2 separate regions of the Mus musculus genome follow, and region 2 is linked to region 1. The links are chromatin contacts, called in public HiChIP or PLAC-seq maps. All regions are on one chromosome and are shown on one strand. The core of a region is the stretch at or near the end of the contact, and the rest is flanking DNA. Distances in the headings are between cores, read along the strand shown. Region 1 holds the start of Pou2f2 (POU domain, class 2, transcription factor 2). Region 2 holds the start of Erich4 (glutamate rich 4).

Region 1 (4,031 bases), core at 1,081-3,580:
TGGCCCTGGGGAGCCCCCTGCGTCTCCTTTAATTACCGCTCAGCCTTGAGCCCAGCCTGGCCTCCTCTATGCTGCCTCCCCGCAGGTTCCCTGCACCTCAGTGTGGCCCCCACTGCTCCCCAATGCCTATTCCCTACCTACCCTACTCATTATGAGGGTCCAGACCCCTTCCTTGGCAGGGAAGCCGCTCTCCACACCCTACCTATCCCATTCCAATCTGCCAGTTCCCCTCACCATCTAAGCCATGTGCCCCACACTCTGCCCCTTTGTCTTTCTCCCCTCCTTCAGCATCTCCTGCATAGGCCCAGAGACTCAGACACAGCTTTCAGCACGGAAGGCCATAGGAATAGAATTTATCCTTAGGGAACCATCGAGGCCTTCCCACTCTGGCCTCACTTGAAGATCCAGGAGGGCCTCACTGGAAATGGGTGTCCCTTCTTTTCCTAGATCACCATCTGGGACCCAGCCTGGTGAATGTGTCTCTGGCCTGCACGATGTTGAATTGGTAAAGGGTAGACTATGGGGGAGGGGCCTTGTCTGGGTTGTATCCCTCCATATCGTGCTAAGTACCACCACTCCCTCAAAAGATAAATCCTAAATGAAAATGGAGCTTACTGGGTAAATCAGGCTTCAAGACAAAAACCTGCTACCTTACTGCCCCCAACTTCTGCTGGGAAGACCCTCGTGTATAGAAAATCTGCCGCCAGCCGCTGTGCGGTCGGCAAATGCCCTCTGAAATGGTCTTTCCGATAATGGGATATTATAGAGTGTAGATGCCCAGGAACTGTCCCCTCTGTGTGCAGCTTAAGAGCTGAGTTCGTTCCTGTCAGGACCATCTGCCAGGTCTTGGGGTGTCCACCTGCACAGGGCTGGGGGCAGAGGGCACCCATGTAGTTCTTTGTGTCCTTCATGGCTGTGCACATGGGAGTGTGGGCACATGTAACCTGGCCTGCGTTGGCCATATGTGTAGATGTGCCCTCTGCCCTGTGGGTCTGGGTGAAGTAGTAGAGCATATGTAGCTGATGAAGCTTGGTCTGCGGGGAGGGGTGATATTGGGGCCATGGTAGAGATGTGCACTAGTGAATCTCTGTGTGTGCATTCGTGTGAAATGCTGGAGGGTTGGTCTGAGAAGAAATACTTCAGTGTATGCATGTATGTAGAAGGATGAATCCAGCCGTCTATGTGTGCACGCGTGTGGTTTGGGGGACCCTCCACTTGGGGTGTAAAGTGTCCTGGATGGCCCTAGTGGATAGGAGAACTGTTTAAGAGATGCCAAGGCAGCTCAGCAACTCGGACTCCAGGAAGCTGAGAGGGAGAAGAGGGCAGTTGGCTCGCGCCTGCCTTTGTCTGCGCTACTGTGCGCCCGAGTCCTGCGCCTTTGTGTGACCCTCGCAGGTGTGCGCGCGGGGCGGGGGAGGATGCGGGCCGGGATGGAGCGGAGGGCGGGGCTCCCTCCTCTGAAGCCGGCCCCGCCCTCCTGCCCATTGACTGGACGCTGCCGCCCTCTGGCGGGCTTCAGGAAAACCGCAGGACTGAGAGCGGAGCGGCTCGCTGAAAGCGCTCCACAGGAACCCTGAGGACTCAAGCTCAGCTCCACTGCCCCGGGTGCACGCGTTTGCCCTCTGACAGGCTTCTAGCTGTCTCTGACTTAGGCCTCCACCCCTCGCCCTAACTGCCACTGTGCCACTGCTCATGGGCACTATTGGCCCGGGATGCCTTACCTGTGGCACAGGTTGCAAGCCTTGGTCTGTCCACAGCATCCTGAGCATCCCCTTTTTTTTTTTTTTTTTACTTTGATGCATCTTGGCCCTGGATCCTTGAGAAAGCCACTGCTCCCTTCTCTGATCTTCAGTCTTGTCGTTTGTAAGACGAATCACAAAATACTGTCAAACTATGACACCTGTTACGTGGGAGGTGCAGGGTTAGGCACTGAGAGATCCCTCCTCGAACAAACCTCAAATTGTGTTTGCCATTGTTATTGTATAGCCTCACCTTCTCTCACAGCCCCACACGCCCTGTTCCAGATGTGTTCGCCCCCACCCCTCCGTGCTGCGGGGGCAGAAGGACTGTATAGATACCTCCTAGTGTGGCCCCAGCAAGAGTCAGTTCTTCCAGCGTCCTCGCTTTCCACCCGACTAAGCCCCTACTCAAATACACTCATGATCTGGGGTCGCCTGGGCCGCTGGGGTCGGCCTGTGGGCCAGGGTATTTTCCCTTCCGAAGGGGGCGGACCGGCCCTGTGGTTTCCTCCCGGGGTGACTTCCGGCAGGGAGGGCTGGCCCCCAGAGAGGGCGGGGAGATGACACAGTTGTTCCCCAGCCCTGGCTGGCGGGCAGCATGGTTCATTCCAGCATGGGGGCTCCAGGTAAGAGGCTGATGCCTTCTCATGGGTGGCGAGGACAAATAGCATATTAGGGCCGTTCTGCTGACCACCTCTGCCAACGGTTCCTGCACCTCCTCTTCGGCTGTCCCCCTTGTTTGGGAGGCCCCGTGCTTTAGTAACATCTTTTCCTTCCTTCACCTAGTCCCCCTCCTCAGCTCCTCTTTGATACTGTTTTGCATTAGGCATGGGGTGTGTGTGTGGGGGGGTATACTTCCAGTCTGTCTCCCCACTGAGGGAACAGGAAAAAGGAAGGGTCATGTGGTTTTTTGTTTGTTTGTTTGTTTGTTTTGTTTTGTTTTTTGCTGGACTTCATATGGGGAACTGGTGGGCTGGGCAGCGTGGGCGATTCTTTAGACACAGGGCTGCAACAGGTTTGGAAGACCAAGCAGTTGCGTTTGTGTGGTGCAGGTGTGCATATGTGTGAGTGTGGGTGTGGTGTCCTGCGTCCTGTGCTTATTGCTATTTCTCCTGGGTGTGCAGGGGGGAGGGCTGCTGTGCGTGGCATTCCTGTGTGCCCGTAGCAGTGATTTCTTCTTGATCCACTTCATTTATTCTGCAAAATGGCACTAATCTTATATATCCCTCAGTCTCCTTATCCTGCTCTGACTTTCTCCGTGGCGCATGCATTCTATGTCTTTGAGTTACTACATGCTTGCCTGGGTGAGCTGGATACGGTGCAGGCACCGTATCAGGTGATTTGCGCTTGGGGACTCATTTCGTAGAAGGTATGCATCTCTGCGCAGACTTAGCATACCTCAGCAGAGTACTGGGAAGTGTAAGGTGATAATACCAGTGCTGAGATATTCCAAGGATCAGTACTTCATGACTGCTTTTCTGGAGCTTTGGTCGAGTGTGCGTCGAGCTCCTGGGTGACCGTAGGTGTGAGTGTTGGCTTGGCGTGCATCCGTCCAACATGCATCAGTATGTGGGGGGCATCGCCAAGTCCCTTCAACAACCGCTGGTTACCGGGCCGTTCTATGTTGGATATTGGTGTTGAAGATATATCAGGGCTAGGCAGCTTCAGGTCTGCTTTTCTGGAGTCACGAGTTCAGTGGAAAGGACAATCCTGTGGTGATCAGACCTGGGATTGGAGGGTGGAGGGTGGAGCAGAGATGATAGAGTCCAGAAGTTATCTAGTTCTGTTGTCATGGTAGTAGGGAGGGCTTCCTGGAGGAGTTCTCTGAGCTAGGATATAAAAATGATGGTGGTAGACAGTAGAAAGATGAGGATTGACAGGTATTTATTTACTGAGGTGGCCGTGTGGGTGTACACATATCTACTTGTTCAGTGTACATATGAAGTCCAGACTGCCATCTGCACACATATAGCGGCTTCACTATGGACTCATTTCAAGTGAGAACTTGTAGCCACTGGACAAAGCATTAGACTTTTTACTGGGGATTTCTGTAGGGTGAAAAAAAAAAGAAAAAGTCCTACCCAGGAGAACTGTTATGGGTTTTCACCGTGTAGCATTGGCAAGAATCAATCCATCGTAAGGATGTGATTAATACATCGTGTGGCCTCGGGCAGATCACTCACCGTCTGATCTCAGGCTCTCCACCCTGGAGAGTCTCAGAGGTCTTCGTGGTTACCTCTCAGAATGAACTGACTCTGGACACGGGTGTATGCATATCAGATTGCCTGTGCC
Region 2 (4,174 bases), core at 1,196-3,695, 480 kb before region 1:
TGAAGGTCTGTAGAGCAGGTGCATTTAACTGCAATGAGTGACAGGAGAGTCACCTACCCCAAGGCTTGGATAAAGGTGTTCAGGCAGAGGTAACAGCCTGTACAAAAAGCCTGAGGTCTTTGTCAGCTTGCAGAGAGGTGGAGACTTGACCAGAGTTGGGCAGTAGTGCTGGCTGCCTGGCTGCCCAGCAGGGGTTCATTCTAGTCACAGAGGGAGAGAGGACTTTCAGAGTCTGATTGACTTGTTGCAAATGTAACATGTTACATGAAGGATGATTCTGAGAGGACAGAGGTGGCCTTGAGACCAGCAAAGCGACTACTGCATAGTAGAGGTGAATGAATGAGGGGTGGGTGGCCGAGGTGAGGGCTGCTACAGACAAAAGCCTGAGAAACCAAAAGGGGCCACTCATGGAAATGGAGAAGCAGGGAGCGGTGGGTGTGTCGAGACCGAACAGCCCCCAACCACAGATGTCCTTGGGCTGTAATCCTTAGAGTCTGTATGTAGCTGTTACTTTCCTGTTGCTGTGATAAAATGCTGTGACTCAAGGCAACCTACAGAAGGGAGGTTGTTTTGGCTTGCAGTTCCAGAGGGCTAAGCGGCCATCATAGTGGGCACAAATCGTAGCAAACAGCAGGGATGGTGTCAGGAACAAGAAGCAGAGAGCTTCCATCTTCAGCTGAAGCCAGAGGCAGAGAAAGCAAACTGAAATGACTGGGCCTTAAACTCCCAAAGCTCACCTCCAACGAGGTCCTTCCTCCACTGAGGGTCCCCCTAAACCTCCCCAGTCCACCACCGACCACCCAACTGTCTGAGCCTATGGGGGACATTTTCCTTCAAACCACCACATTCTATTACTTTAAGAAGCCTTTACCTTCTCCTCCCCTCCGCTCTGAGCCCCACCCCCTTTCCTATATTGCTTTATAGTTCAGAGCTGGGATCATAGATGTGTACCTCAAGGCCAAGCTTAAGGCTCCTTTTTTTTTTTTTTTTTTTTTTTTTTTTTTTTTTGCAGGAAGGGTTCAAGACAGGGTATTTCTGTGTAGCTCTGGCTATTCTGGAATTCATTCCATAGACGAGGCTGGTCTCGAACTCCGAGATCCACCTGCCTCTCTGCCTCCCCAGTGCTGGGATTAAAGGCGTGTGACAACACCAGCTGGCCAGTTTAAGGACCTTGAGATGGGGTGTTATCATAGGTGACCGGGTAATGAATCAGGTGGGTCTCATCAGAAGGATGGCCAGTGGAGTCAGCAGGAGTCAGGATGCCGGACTCAAAAGTTTGGAGTGACACAGGAAAGCAGGAAGTTTCCAGAAGCTCAGGAGAGGAGAGCGTGGATTCTTTCCTAGAGTTTCCAGAAGCAGCCACGCCCAGTGTACCTACTTTATGCCTCAGAGTAGCAAGAGAATTATCTTCTCTCCTTGCAGTGCTAGGGACGGAAGTGTGATTGAAGTGTGTGTGTGTGTGTGTGTGTGTGTGTGTGTGTGTGTAGGTCAGAGGACAACTTGTAAGAGTAAGTTTTCTCCTTTCATCCTGTGGGTCCTGGGGCTTGAACTCAGATTATTAGTCTTGGTAGCAAGCACCTTTAACCTTTGATGCACCCCTTGCATTGCTATAAGATGCCCAGCTTATGGTGACTTGTTTCCACATCAACGGAAAATGGGTTTAGTGGGGTGGGTCCAAAGTGGGAGTTCTGTGCTTACCACACAGATGTCAAGATATGAGCCTTGCAGAATTGGAGTCTGGGCTCAGGAGGGTGAGCAGCTGAGGTCTAAGCCCGGACCCTGAGCCACTGGCATAACCTAGCAAGACCCAAGCACCTCCCAGTCCTGACTGCTCTACAAGGACACAATGCTGCCAAGTCCGCGCTAGCAGAACTAGCTTCTGTATCCTAGCCTGCAGCTTCCATACAGAGGCTCTTCAGGCACACTGGTGGCAAAGCCCCGGCAGGGGACAGACAAGGACCGGGTTGGGGGCTGACCAAAGTCATTCCGCTAAAGAGGCTGAGGAAGGCTGGCAACAGGGAGGGCCTAGGAAGGAAGACAGCTCAGCCCCTACAGGTACTGAGCACCAAGCACCAGGTATCCTAAGCAGGAGTGTGGGGTGTGGGGGTGTCAGCCTGAGGGGCAACAGGGTGAAGCTGGACCTCTGCTCACGGCTATCTTTGAACCCTGTGAGATCATGGAGGTTGGACTTCAGAAAAAAAGAAGGAAAGAAAAAAGAAAGAAAGAAAGAAAGAAAGAAAGAAAGAAAGAAAGAAAGGAAGGAAGGAAGGAAGGAAGGAAGGAAGGAAGGAAGGAAGGAAGGAAGGAAGAGAGAAAATGTGGCCAGCTGATTCACAGTGAAGAATGGACTTTGGGATATATCTGCCAGCCCCTCCCCGCCTTCCCTGCATCCCACAGCTCCCCAGGGGACTGGGTCACTTGGACCTTGCTACTTCCTGCTCTTCAGTCCATGGTTCGGACTATGGAGCCGTGGGTGCAGCTGAAGCAGGCTGGACTGGAGCCCAGTGGATTGGGTCCACTCCCCAAGGCCCTAAGGGTGCCCCCGCCAGAAGGGAACCCCGGTCAGGCCCTTATGTCTTCAGGGGCAGAACTTGGGGGTGCCAGGGAGCTGATTCTATGGATCTGGGAGGAGCTGGTGAGTGAGGGCCTTAGAGAGATAGGAGAGAACGAGGAACATGAGTGAATATTGATAAAGGTAGACGTAGCCGAGGATCAGCGGGGCCTGGGCCAGGGTGGGGACAGAGCATGAGAGACAGGATTGGAGTCAGTCTCGGAGAACAGAGATAGAAATCAGAGACCCAGAGCAGGATCAGACAGGACCTCAGATGGAATGGGGGCTGGGAGAGCCCAAAGGCAAGGATGAGAAAACGGAGCCGGAGATGAGACAGAGGTGAGGGCCCTGGCCAGGCAGGACAGGACTTGAGCTGAAACTTGCCCCCATGGAGCTCTGGCAGGCTCCCCGTGGAGCCTCCCCATGGTGTTCCTTTATTCCTACAGGGGAACCTGCGACGAGTGGATGTCCAGCTGTTGGGACAGCTGTGTGACCTGGGACTGGAGATGGGGACCTTTCGGGAAGAGCTGGTCACTATCCTGGAAGAGGAGGAAGAGGAAGAGGAGCAGGAGGAGAAGAGCTGTGTTGAAGAGAACAAAGGGCCCGAGGAGAAGCAGGACGAAGAACGTTCCCGGAGCTCCTATCCAGCCCAGCGCCTCCCTGACTTCGAGATGACCATCTGAGGTCATTTAGCTTGACACGCAAATGAGATGCAAATTCATGCAAAGGAAAAAAACGGAGATTGAGAATCAAGGGTGCTCCTTCGGCAGACCCACAAAACAGTTGGAGATCCTGGCAGGGACCTGGGTGCTGTGGGCAGGTGTGATTGCAGATTTGGGAGGGGCACAAAAGCCACCCGTGTGTCTGTAGAGATGTTGCAGTGTGACCTGGAGACCAGGTGCTTGGCTGAAGTGACAGAATCTTGGCAGACAGGTTTGAAGACCAATTCTGCGTAGTGTGGTAGGCCCCATGGCCGGTAAGCAATTGAAACGTGGTGGGTTCGGACTGAGATGAGAGGTGGACAAAGGTCAAACACCTCTGTGGTAAAACCGATCAACAGTTTAAACAGCTCGACAACTACAGGTTGAAATGATATTCTGAATATGTGAAATAAAATATTGATTTTATATGCTTTGTGTGTGTGTGTGTGTGTGTGTGTGTGTGTGTGTGTGTGGTTTCAAGACAGGGTTCCTCTGTATAGCCCTGGCTGTCCTAGAACTCACTTTGTAGACCAGGCTGGCCTCTGCCTCCCGAGTGCTGGATTTTATATACTTTTATTGCAGTTGTATAACATAAATTGATTATTTTAACCATTTTCCGTGTGTGGTATGTGATATATGTGCACTTCTGTGTGCAGGTGTGTGGGGGCGTCTTCCTCTATGGCTCTCCACTGTAAACCCTTGACACAAGGTCTCTTCTCTGAACTGGAAGCATCCCACTGTGGCCAGACTGGGATCTACCTGCTCTGCCCCCTACCCCCAATGCTGGGATTACAAGCCCGCATGGTTGCGCCTGGCCTTTTCACATGGGAGATGGGGGTCTGGTTTTGGCCTTTAGGTTTTTATAGCAAATGCTCCTGCCTATGAGCCATGCCCTAAACTGGTTCCGTTCTTCCTTTCCTTT

The links. HiChIP or PLAC-seq counts read pairs in DNA pulled down with a chosen protein or histone mark.
Region 2: an H3K4me3 HiChIP or PLAC-seq map of embryonic stem cells shows a contact between it and region 1, with 8 times the contacts expected there. The contact joins the promoter of Erich4 here to the promoter of Pou2f2 in region 1. A contact is called at or near these places in 2 of 39 promoter capture datasets (embryonic stem cells and liver), 1 of 484 Hi-C or Micro-C datasets (palatal mesenchyme) and 2 of 115 datasets of contacts at active chromatin or transcription factors (both in embryonic stem cells).

The regions. Positions count from the first base shown.
Region 1 is chr7:25,130,759-25,134,789 of GRCm38.p6, reverse strand. It overlaps Pou2f2 (POU domain, class 2, transcription factor 2), which reads left to right and starts at 2,330. Exons shown (of 15, transcript NM_001163554.1): 1 at 2,330-2,365. The coding sequence starts at 2,338.
Region 2 is chr7:25,614,124-25,618,297 of GRCm38.p6, reverse strand. Erich4 (glutamate rich 4) reads left to right here and starts at 2,445. Exons shown (of 2, transcript NM_001039243.4): 1 at 2,445-2,635; 2 at 2,998-3,678. The coding sequence starts at 2,462. The coding sequence ends at 3,234.